Regions from separate parts of the Capra hircus genome. Here region 1 is linked to region 2. Evidence: chromatin contacts called from public Hi-C data. All regions are on one chromosome and are shown on one strand. Each heading gives the region's core, a stretch centred on a gene start, on an enhancer-like site or on the middle of the called end of the contact. The rest is flanking DNA. Distances are from core to core; before and after follow the strand shown. Region 1 has its middle 150 kb from the start of LACC1. Region 2 has its middle 130 kb from the start of TSC22D1.

The links. Hi-C and Micro-C count contacts between places; a contact is called where the count stands out from the background.
Region 1: a contact with region 2 is called in a Hi-C map of blood, with 5 times the contacts expected there. The contact joins two enhancer-like sites. A contact is called at or near these places in 2 of 5 Hi-C or Micro-C datasets (both in blood).

What each region holds. Positions count from the first base shown.
Region 1 is chr12:72,318,808-72,324,910 of ARS1.2, forward strand. No RefSeq gene overlaps it. Among named protein-coding and RNA genes, the nearest start is that of LACC1, 150 kb to the right of the region's middle. Within about 2 kb of position 2,239, at least 1 of the 5 cell types and tissues checked has an H3K27ac peak or open chromatin away from gene starts, as enhancers often do.
Region 2 is chr12:71,870,770-71,877,253 of ARS1.2, forward strand. No RefSeq gene overlaps it. Among named protein-coding and RNA genes, the nearest start is that of TSC22D1, 130 kb to the left of the region's middle. Within about 2 kb of position 3,197, at least 1 of the 5 cell types and tissues checked has an H3K27ac peak or open chromatin away from gene starts, as enhancers often do.

The DNA of each region.
Region 1 (6,103 bases), core at 989-3,488, 450 kb after region 2:
CCATGCAGTATTATGAGTTAGATTTTTGTACTTAAATGTTACTTACGTAAGTTACTTATTACTGCTGGACTTGTATCTCATTTTAGACATAAGAAAACTGAAGAGCTAGGTTGTAGCAACTCCCATGGAGTCTGAAAAATACACCTGAGACAGCTCTTCACAGGGCAGGTGCTCAACACAGGCTTCCAAAACCAGAGGAGTGTGGCTCCATCAAGAGGAATGGCTGCCCATTCACAGTGAGCCCAAGGGCACAACATCCCTTCAACAGTCCAACCCCCCAAATAAGTCAGGATCTAGCTTGCCAAAGGCATCCGTAGGTGATGATGCTAAGACTGCCTGACACGAACACCGCACTTTGATCACTCAATCATATCCAAGAGCGTTTATTTAGCATCTGTGTGAGGCTCCCTGCTGCCCTTCTCTTTGTGTCTGTGATGGTCACACTTCCCTGCTTCTCTCCCGTGGCTCTTCAGCCTTGCCCCAAAACTCCCCAGTGCTCATTCATCTCACTGCTGGTGTTACCCTTGTCACAGCGAGAGCAGGACCTCTTTTTGGTTCCTTTCAAGATGCTACTCAAAGTCCAGGGCAGAACTGTGAGCGTGGGTCTAGCCTTTATTCCACTGTAGAATCTATGCATCCCCCTGCTTTCACGGATTCTGTGTGAGAAGCACCCTAGACAGTAGTCAGAGCTTATCAGGGTGAAATTTCAGCATCTGTTTTCTTCTTTCAGAATGCAGAGTGAACATTTAGAAGGGCTTTTAGGAAAGCAATTTACAGCCAGGAATTGGAAGTGCTGAAGTGTTTTCGTAAGACCTGTGTCTCAGATTACAGGTTTATGATTTGTCTAAAAATAAATAATTTATTTCAGAAAATAGACTTAGACTTTAGAAAGAAGAAAAATAAAGCCTTAGAATGATTTTCTTCAAGTTTCCCCATGACATTCTTTTACATCAGGAAGCGAGAAGGGAGAAGGCAAGAGGGAGTTTCTGGAGAGAAGGGGAATCCAAGACTATTTTTCTTCAGATCGTTTATGAGACTGCATTTTCCTAGCCATATACACTATTTCCATTTTATGACTCACTCAGACAATTTACTATGTTTAAGATTACATTAATCTCTTTTTGTAATGCTTAGGTCAAATATACATTCTGTGTGTATCATTGGAAATTCTACCTCATATATTCAGCTCTTAGTGTGGATGTTGTTTTTGTATCTTTGTTGCTATGGTGACTAGAGAAGGTTAAAGCCAAAGTCTCAGAAAACAGAGTGGCTGTGCAAAAAAAGTATCATAAATATGTGTGTGCTTCTTAAAATATTCTTCACAAATATGGATAAAAAATATCTCTGATCCACTGTCTTAAAATTAATTTTCCACTCCTACCATGCAGGTTATTACCTGAAAAGAATATTCTCAAAACAATTTTGTTTTACAATTCACTCCCTTTCTCTCTCAGCTGTAATCTAATGGACGTTTATCTCAAAAGACAGACTGTGTAAATCATGAGAAATGCTGTCGGTGTTTGATATGGAGGAGAGTAAAGGGGAATGGCATTGTTTTCTGACTGAAGCACGCTGTCTTTTACAAATTTCCCCTTTTAAATCCATTTATACAGGAATAATAAAGTATTTTCCCCAGTCTATTTAAGAACTTGGTAAATAAACTTGGGCAACCCTTGACAGTGCCAAGATGTTAAACATTTACTGGCTGTAAGAATGCAGGCTCTTCTTTTTATTGGCTGATGGCCCTCGGGTCCCCAGCTAACCCTTTTTATTTCCTCATACATTTTAACTATCCAGGGAGATAGATTTTAAGGGTTTAGCTTCAAAAGTGACAGTAAATAGGAGTAGAAAATGTAATTCCTGTAAGACCTGGAGCCATTACAGTACTGGATAGATGAGCATTTCTCATATCCTCTTGTCTTTCTTATTATATTTCCAAATACAAAGGGAGAATGGGTGAGCCCATTGAGTCATTCTCCTGTCCCCAGTAGCCATTTCATCAGGATACCACAAAGAGGATTAATATATCCTTTGGTCTGTAATCCCTGGCTTAATTTGTCATCTCCAACCTAAATTCTAAGATTCACCTCAGTTCTCTACAACCTTTTCTTCATTTCCAGATATTTCCATCAAGGACATATAATAAAAATAAAATCACAGCAATACATATCACAGTTTATTTCCTGCCTTTGGTACATCTCGTATTGGCCCTTCTTCTGCCATCTGGTGGAGAAAGAGGGAAGCGGTGAAAGTAAGATGTCTTCACTGAATCCATAAATGCATGTCAGCAAATGTTTATAGGGCTATTACTACTATCCATTCTTTTTATTCAAATAGTACTCTTCGAGGGAGGTACTTGATATCATTAAGCTCAATGCACTTCAAATAAGCCAGACTCTTTCCTTGGCCCCAGTGTGTGTTTGTGCTCAGTCGGTTCATCTGTGTCTGACTCTTTGCCACCCTATGGACTGTAATCTGCCAGGTTGCTATGTCCATGGGATTTTCCTGGCAAGAATATTGGAGTGGGTTGCCATGGCCTCCTCCAGGGGATCATCCCGACCCAAGAATCAAATCCCCATCTCCTGCATTGCAGGCAGATTTTTTTTTTTTTTAATCACTGAGCCCTCCTTGTCCCCAGAAGGGCTATGAATTAAAATCTTCCCTACAGTTTAGTATTTTCCAGCAATCAGTTCAACACGTATGACAAGGCAGAGACTCTTTAAGACACTGAGGTACCATTTAGTTCATTATAGTGGTAATGTACTTTGTAATGATATTCTGACCCTGTGATATTCATGCTTTTCTGAGCATTTTCTAAAGAGAGAGAGAGAAAGAAAAAGAAGGGTGAGAAACAGGGGACGCAGGTAGGTGGGATGGAGAAACTCTCTTATGCCTTATGAAGCAAAAAATAAAGTTTGGCAACAATTTTCGTAAGCCATTTAAGAGTGCCTGAAAGAGAAAGAAAAATGAGAAAAAATAACATGTCTGTGAACTGTCTGCATTCTTATCCATTCCTAATTTACAGACTATGGAATAGAGATGTGATAGTAATCATACTGACACCGTCTCGAGGAAAGTGACAGCCTCCTCAAATTAGCGTGACCAAAATGATGCAACAAGCCTGTTGAAGTGGACCATATATAGCCAAATCTGAATTCCCTTCTTCCTGCCAAAACCCACAGAGAACAGGTAGCCATAAATCATGCAGGAGACGCCATGGTTGTTACTAAACGTCCTGTGGATTTCAACGAAATGTGGCTCTTTATGCCATGGGTTTGGGGGAAGCCACTCAAGTCAGAAAGATCATTCCATTTTATGTTGAAAGAGGCTAAGGGTTTGGTCTGTTCCATATGCTCTTTGGTTTTAGAGGACATTGAAATCTAAGAAAGGTCCTTCATAGTATTCCAGAGTCATTACTATAGCATAGAGGAAAAAATAATGCTAATGTAACCAACATACTCAACTCAGATGGCCCTAGCAGGGGATGTGAGTGGAGCACAGTAATCTCCAGCTCCTGTTTCCTACCTCCTCCATTCAGCGTACTCTTGGACCAAACCTAGGATGAGCATTGTGCCAGAAATTATCCTCCTGCTTAAACAGGGCATAGTGGCATCCCTAGAGGTATACCTAGGACATGCCTACTTATAATTGTCAGTGGCTATAGTTTGAATGTATATGGATATGTGATGGCTTTTCTAAACAAAATGAGAATTTACCTCATCCAAAATATAAATATAAATACTTTAAAAATATAAATATAAATACTTTAAAAATATACCATCTGGAGTTTTAGTAGCTGCTTCTCTCCTATAAGTCCCATCCTGCAACACATCCTGATCTGCTGCAGCAACCTGAAAAGTCAATGTAGATTCACAATTGCCTCCCAGAAATTCTGCTCCTACTGGAGTGTCTACAAGAGGGCTAATCAGACATGCTGCTCAGAAAAGGAAACTCTGGAACCTGTGGAAGAGGAGCTGACAGTTACTGAGAGCCAGTACAGTTCCTTAACATCAAGTTATATCAATCTAAACACATCTTTCACTGAAATTGTTTCTATAGTGTCAGTGCAGTGTACCTCGATGACAGAAAAATATCCCCGAAACCTTCCTTATGACAAAGATGAAGGAGAAAAATGAGCTGAATCCAAATACATTTGGATTAATACACATTGAGAGATAGAGACCAGAAAAGAATGTCTCTGGAAGAAAGCTAAAATATTCTGTCCTTTTTTAACATTTTAATCAAAACTTGAAAACTATGAGATATGTCTTTCAAGTTGTCCAATAAATATTTACCTGAGTATGCTGTAAACATTCAACTGAGTATGCTCTAAACACCAGGCCTTATGCTAGGATTTGGGGAGACTGGACATAAGTGATGCAGAAAGCCTTACTTCTGGAAGGCTAAAGTCAGATTCATTGATTATGTTGTTGGTAGAAAGCTGGGGGAACTAAAAAATTAATGACATTGTCACAAGCAAAAGATCATACTGACCTTCATTGGGCTTAATTTAGTATGGATATATGTGAAATTCTGAACTAATGATCAAAAAATGTAATAACCTAGCAATGCCATTACAGAATGGGAAGACAGAGCTTAGCAGCTGCTTCATGAAAAAGATTTAATGGTTTGAGATGACTGACATAGGGTGACAATGTAGCGCAGCTCCCCCAAAGCCAGTACAATGTTGGGGCACATCATATAGATATAAAGGTCCAGAAAAAGTTGGCAACTACCTGCTTCCATTCTGTGATGGCTCTACTGATACCAGAGCACCCTGCACTGGCTACTGAATGTTAGTTGAGCCGTAGGCAAACAAGAGATCCATTGAGATGCTGATGAGCTAGAAACTAGAAACTATTCCCCAGCAAATGTTTACTGAGTGTCTACTTTGTTTCTGTCACTGATTTTGGTGCTGGGAATAAATGGTGGGCAAAACACACAAGGTACCTGTTCACACAGAGGTGACTATTTAATGACAACGGAAGATAAAAACCATATGATTATCTCAATAGATGCAGAGAAAGCCTTTGACAAAATTCAACATCCATTTATGATAAAGAACCTCCTGAAAGCAGGAATAGAAGGAACATACCTCAACATAATAAAGGCTATACGTGACAAACCCAGAGCAAACATTATCCTCAATGGTGAAAAATTTAAAAGAATTTCCCCTAAAGACAGGAACAAGACAAGGGTGCCCACTCTCGCCACTACTATTCAACATAGTTTTGGAAGTTTTGGCCACAGCAGTCAGAGCAGAAAAAGAATAGAAGGAATCCAGATTGGAAAAGAAGTAAAACTTTCACTGCTTGTAGATGACATGATCCTCCACATAGAAAACCCTAAAGACTCCACCAGAAAATTACTAGAGCTAATCAATGAATATAGTAAAGTTGCAGGATATAAAATCAACACACAGAAATCCCTTGCATTCCTATACACTAACAATGAGAAAACAGAAAGAGAAATTAAGGAAACAATTCCATTCACTATTGCAATGAAAAGAATAAAATGCTTAGGAATATATCTACCTAAAGAAACAAAAGACTTATATATAGAAAATTATAAAACACTGGTGAAAGAAATTAAAGAGGACACAAATAGATGGAGAAATATACCATGTTCATGGATCGCAAGAATCAATATAGTGAAAATGAGTATACTACCCAAAGCAATCTATAGATTCAATGCAATCCCTATCAAGCTACCAATGGTATTTTTCACAGAACTAGAACAGGTAATTTCACAATTTGTATGGAAATACAAAAATCCCTGAATAGCCAAAGCAATCTTGAGAAAGAAGAATGGAACTGGAGGAATCAACCTGCCTGGCTTCAGGCTCTACTACAAAGCCACAGTCATCAAGATAGTATGGTACTGGTACAAAGACAGAAATATAGATCAATGGAACAAAACAAAAAGCCGAGAGATAAATCCATGCACCTATGGTCACCTTACCTTTGACAAAGGAGGCAAGAATATACAATGGAGAAAAGACAATCTTTTTAACAAGTGGTGCTTGCTGGGAAAACTGGTCAACCACTTGTGAAAGAATGAAACTAGAACTCTTTCTAACACCATACACAAAAATAAACTCAAA
Region 2 (6,484 bases), core at 1,947-4,446:
GCGAACTCAAGCTTTGTGTTGCCAGATCTTCACGTTTTTCAAGATCCAGAAATCCAGGCTCTGTCTGAAAATTCCTGATTTTAGACATCATGCAGACCAAACAGAAGCACGGCTGCTCTGCTGATCTGGCCCACAGGCTGCAAGTGTCCGCTCCCTGCTTTCTAGATCTGCAAGAACCAGACTCCTACCCTAAGTGGCAGCTCATCCCTTCAGCACAAAACAATGCAGAAAACTTCTCTTTTGAGTAGAGAAAGTGGGCACAGGCTGTCTGGGGAGCTATGTGTGAATTTCTTCAAAGACCCTTTCCCGAGTACCCTCCTGGCTTTTTTTTTTTTTTTTTTTTCAATGTGGACCATTTTTGAAAGTCTTTATTGAATTTGTTAATATTGCTTCTATTTTATGTTTTGGTGTTTTGGCCATGAAACATATGGGGTCTTAGCTCCACATGGGATCAAACTCTCACCAGGGATCAAACTCTCACCCCTTGCATTAAGGGATGAAGTCTCAACCGCTATACTACCAGGGAAGTCCCCTGTGGCTTGTTCTTTATACTGGAAAGGAGTACAGAGTCTCAGCCCTAAAGGGCAGCCCAAATACCACCTGTTAGAGATATGGGGTACTTTGTTTTCTGAAGAAATTTGCCTTATGTGACAAAATACCTGAATCACTCTTCTCTTTTCATATGAATCCTTCGGCAAAAATATTTCTGGGAGTTCTTTTAGGAACTGTTGTTAAATTGGTAGCGATTCCTCAGGGGAGTATGACCCCTCCACTACAGTTTACAACTGACTCATTTAAGGACAAAGATGTTAGTGGATGTGTGTACTACAGCGTTATATCATACATGCTTCACAGTTTCCAGGAATAACTTGTATTTCAGTAAAACAATCTGCCCTATTGTGTCAGGTATACTCAAGCATGTCTGGGTAGTGGTCTGCAGTCAATGCAGACTGCTGCTGCTGCTAAGTCACTTCAGTCGTGTCCAACTCCGTGCGACCCCATAGATGGCAGCCCAGCAGGCTCCCCCGTCCCTGGGATTCTCCAGGCAAGAACACTAGAGTGGGTTGCCATTTCCTTCTCCAATGCATGAAAGTGAAAAGTGAAAAATGAAAGTGAAGTCGCTCAGTCGTGTCCGACTCTTAGTGACCCCATGGACTGCAGCCTCCCAGGCTCCTCCATCCATGGGATTTGCCAGGCAAGAGCACTGGAGTGGGTGCCATTGCCTTCTCCGCAATGCAGACTAGGGGACCAAGAAAACAGAAGTCTGTGTTTCTCTCCTTAAGGGGAGAGAGAGATGGAGACAGACTGACCCACTGTCCTGGTTTGCTGGGGAATTGAGAGTGATTCCTGGAAGTGGGACTTTCAGTGCTACAACCAGGAAAGTCCCAGGCAAGCTGGTAGAAGCTGGTCTCCCTAGAAACCATTTCCTCCCTACTTGGACACACAGCTGAATCATACCTCCCAGCCCTTTGAAATTCGGTGCCACCTGGAACTCAGTTTTAGCCAACGGATTGAGAGCTGAAGTGATGAACACTCGGCCGTAAGAAAACCAGTCTGAGGACTTCCCTGGTGGTCCAGTGGTTAAGATTTGGCACTTCCCCAGTAAGGAGTACAGGTCCGATTCCAGGTCCGGGCATTAAGATCCTGCGTGATGTGCCATTAAAAAAAAAAAAAAATCACAATCTGCCATGCTTGTTCCACTGACCCAGTGGGGAAGATCTGGGGCCCTTGGGTGAGACAGAGCCTCTGTCAGCCTGGGTGTGTGAATGACTGAGTGTCCTCCCCCACTAACCTGGAACCAGCCTGGAGTGTGTCAGCCTTCAGAGATCTGAGAATCTGCTTGTCTCGGGGGCTGACCCGAGGCTGACACAGAAATGATGCTGAACTCGGGTGTTGCCGTCAGAACAGAAATGTTGATGGTGGCATCGACGGCAGCCAGTGATAAAATCGTTGGAGGTATGAGAGGTTGAGACCCATCCTGGAAGTGGTAACGCATTTTGTAAAACTGGTGCCTGTAGCCACCCAGGTGCCCAGGGAGCCTGTATTTCTGAAGGGTCAGAAAGTTAGTAACCTGTTACTATGTTTGATGAAGACTTTCAAGAAAAAGGTGGGCTCAGGAAAGAATGAGTCTAGTTTTTCAATAAAAAGGAAAGGGAAGAAAAGGTACAGAAATTGGGAAAGTCAAAGTGAAAGGGTTCAGTCACTCAGTTGTGTCCAACTCTTTGCAACCCCATGGACTGTAGCCCCCCAGGCTCCTCTGTCCGTGGAATTCTCCAGGCAAGAATCCTGGAATGGGTTGCCATTTCCTTCTCCAGAGGATCTTCCCGACCCAGGGATCGAACCCGGGTCTCTTGCATCTCCTGTATTGGCAGGTGGATTCTTTACCGCTAGCACCACTTGGAAAACTAGAGGATCCCTAACTAGTACAGATCTTTCCTCTGTTTCCTTGTCAACAGTTTGGAATTCTGTTTATTTTCCTTTTCCCCATAGGAATAATTACTGTAGTATACTTTACTGCAAGGAGATCCAACCAGTCCATTCTAAAGGAGATCAGTCCTGGGTGTTCTTTGGAAGGAATGATGCTAAAGCTGAAACTCCAGTACTTTGGCCACCTCATGCAGAGTTGACTCATTGGAAAAGACTCTGATGCTGGGAGGGATTAGGGGCAGGAGGAGAAGGGGACGACCGAGGATGAGATGGCTGGATGGCATCACCAACTCGATGGATGTGAGTCTGAGTGAACTGCGGGAGTTGGTGATGGACAGGGAGGCCTGGGGTGCTGAGATTCATGGGGTCGCAAAGAGTCGGACACGACTGAGCGACTGAACTGAACTGAACTGACTTTGAATTTTGGAAGAAATAATTATTGCTGTATACTTTGAATTCTTAAAATTCCATGGGAGTGATAAATCTGTCTCACAATAAAAGATGGAAGGGAAGGAGGGAGGGAAAGAAAGAAAGAAAGAGAAAGGAAGGAAGGAAGAAAGAACCACCTCCCAAGGTTTCAAATTGAGTTTATTAGCATGTAAAAATTTTACTTGTACTGTAGATGAAGGACACGATGTTAAGCTCGTCCACGTGGTTGAGTCCACTCTGTTAGTGACCAACTGTAATCTACGTGGAGGTGGTGCTCAACTCCATCTGGGGAGGACCTCGAGGGCTCCCTGGGAATGTGATACTTGAGCTGTGCCTTCTATTAATAGGACAAGTTGCCAAGAGGGAGCGGGCAGCAGTGTTGGAGGCATCTTGTGAGCGTGTTGAGAGGAGTGGCAACTTGAGGCTGATTTCCTCTAACTGAAGTGCAGGCTGGTGGGGTGTGAGGCAGGAGAGGGTGGGCTCTAGCCTCTAGGTCTCCTCTAGCCTTTGAATTGTGGGAGAGGCTCCCATAATCACGCTAAGGAATAGCAGCAAGGAACACACTGTAAGGTACCTTTTAGAAAAAAATCGAGGCGAGATGGCCTATACACAGAGAAATCTGTTATTCAACCGCTGAAATAGATCAGGTGCAGGAGAGAAGTCTAAGGAACACACCAGTGGTGGGGGAAGAGTGTAGGAGCCTCGAGGTCAGGGAATTGGAAGGGTGAGTGATCGCACCACCCCCTGGATGGGAATAAGAAGGCAGAACCAGTCTGGGAACCTTACAGAGCTCAGTTTTGAATGTGTGGAGTGGGGAACTTGTAGGGAATCCAGGTGGAGATTTCCTCTAGCCAGCCTCGCCTATGGCCTGGGGGCTAGCTGGTGGAGATGCTTGTGTTCATCATGCCCACGTTTTCCTCTTCTTTCGGGGCACAGCCAGACTACCTTCCCACCTCCCTGCTGTAACATGCGCCTTGCCTTGCCCATGGATGGCAAGCAGAAGGGATGTGTGACACCTGTAGGTGTGGCCCCAGGGGATCTTCCACGCTCTCTGAGTGTGCAGCCCCAAGAAGGGGGAGGGCGGTGAGGGCGTGGGGAGGACTGCAAACTGTGCTGAGCCTCAGACATCGTAGGGGGGTGGGGGAGTCGTTACAGCCTTTAGCCCACCTTGTCCATTGCAGCTGAAGAGAGCGAGAGTCGTTTTATGACCGAGTCCAAGCCTGTACTGCTGCCCACACAGATCAATGAATCGAGAGATGAATTGTTAGGGCGAGGAAAGGCGGCTTTATTCAGAAAGCCAGCACAATGGAGAAGATGGTGAACTATTGTCCGAGGAACCATGCTACCTGAGTTAGAAGTCAGGCTTCTTTTATACTAAAAGGGGAGGGGTTGTGGCTGGTTCTTGCAAACTTCTTGGTACCTGAATCCTTTGTTCTTACAGTTGTCCATGTAGGTCTGGTCACTGTGTTCCTATAAACCTCCAACAAGACAAATGGTATTCTCTGTTCTGCCACTTCTTATCTTTGTATGAATGGAAAAATGTCATACCTTTAAAGGTCAGAGCCTTGACAGTGGGCTGTCATGTGTATTTCAGGCTATCAGCAACATCTTATGGACAAAAGGTCCAGCCTGACTAAGCACAGGCAACGGAGCACAAAGGTTAGAGCTAAAGGAACAGATCCAGTATGGAGTCAGGTTTGTTCTGGACCACAACGCGGGGGGAGGAATCAGGTCTCAGGGAAAGGGCAGGAAAGAGTGAAGGTGGAGGCAAATACAGATGGATTCGCAGGTGCTGAGAAGCTGAAAGTCCCTCCTACTAGCCAAATTTGTCCCCTGTGGATTAGGAAGAGGGTGTTTGAACAGAAAGTACAAACGGCAGATGCTGGGAGTTGGAGAAAAACACGGGAGGTAGAATCACACAGCCTTGTGGAAGGAAACAGTTGATGTTGAGGACTTTGGGTTCCAACAGGAAATCTAGACCTTGCAGGCTCCTGCAGAAGCCTCTGCCCCCAGATCAGGTGGCCTGGGGCCCAGGCTCTGGGGCTGGTGGTCTGGGGCTGTGCAGAAGATGGACTTGAACGAGACAGGAGGTCCTGGGGGCAGTGACTTAGAGTCCACGTGGGAGAAAATGGAGAAGGGATTCAAGCTGTGGTTTAAGGAAAAGGTGTAAGGGGGGGGCGGGGTGAAAGTGTTTGTCACTCAGTCGTGTCCGACTCTTTGTGACCCCCTGGACTGTAGCCTGCCGGGCTCCTCTTCCATGGAATTCTCCAGGCCAGAATGCTGAAGTGGGTTGCCATTCCCTTCTCCAAGGGATCTTCACGATCCAGGGATCAAACCTGGGTTGGCCACATTGCAGACAGCTTCTGTACCATCTGAGCCACCAGGGAAGCCCTTCTGGGGCAGGTGTAGGGGATTTGAAGGCTTGAAAGCTATAGAGTTGAGAGGACAACGTGACCAATTGGATACCAGAGTTCCTGGGAGGAATCTCAGGGCAGAGGGCGTGGCCTTGGGAGGTTCTTCTAACCCAGGAGTGCTGACACCTACAGAGTCACACAACAGAATCACCTTACAAAGGATCGAGGGGAGGGGGCTTCCTACAAAGCCTCTGGCTCTACCCCACCCCTTTCCACTTCCAGAGGGGACACTGAGTCCCAGGAACATGAAGTCACTTCTCTATGATCACAGTTAGTGGACAAAACAACCCTGGACCCACATGTAATTGCAAAGGAAAGGGAAAACTTGGTGAAAGAGGAAGACAGAAGGGGCATTCATTCATTCATTCATCTGTCCACTTTTTCATTCAACAAATGAGTATTGCCTGTCAGATGCTGGGGCCACAGATATGAACACGACCTGGCATCTGCCTCTAAGGAGCTTCTAGCCAGGGAGGGGCCGCCAATGGCTTTTGGAATCAAGCACACAGGATACAGAGGGACAGAAGGAGGGGTCATGTGTGCCTGGGTTGTTGAAGTGGGTGGTTGATGAGTATCACGAAAAGCTTCCAGAAGGAACAAATGGACTGAGTCTTACAGGATGAGGTGGACTAGTGGAAAGGATGTGTCAGACGCCCGGCCAGAAAGCAAGCTGTGTTCTATGGCTGCCCTCGGGCTGGAAAAGCCAGCGCTCCTTGGAAATCATGTTTTGATTGATGGGGGAATTGGGAGGAAAGGTCAGAGAGCAACGTTCTCAGGGTAGCACATGTTACAGCCTTGCCCCTTGGAGGCCTGGCTAGTGCACACTGGCCAGTGGAGTGGGGAGTAAGTTGCCTCCATCCCTCAGCTAAGAACGGGTGCTCAGGAGCGGACCCCTGGGCTCCAGGACCGGCTCCATGGCACCGCCAGGCACCAGACACAACGGGCTGAGGGCCAGGATCCTGGAGGCGAGGTGGACTCATAAATAAAGCCAATAAAAAGTGACAGCGCTAAAATCCAGGAGAGAGCGTTGGGGGAGGAGCGACTACCTCCAGCTTGGAAGGGGCTGTAGAGCCAGGAATATTGAGGCATGGGCAAGAGTTTGAGAGAGTGGACTGGGAGTCACAGAGTGAGAAGACGAGGCTGGGGTGGGGCACTCCGAATGACTCTGATGGAATCTCTACCTTAGGGAGGAGCTGCCATGGATTTCAAAGCAA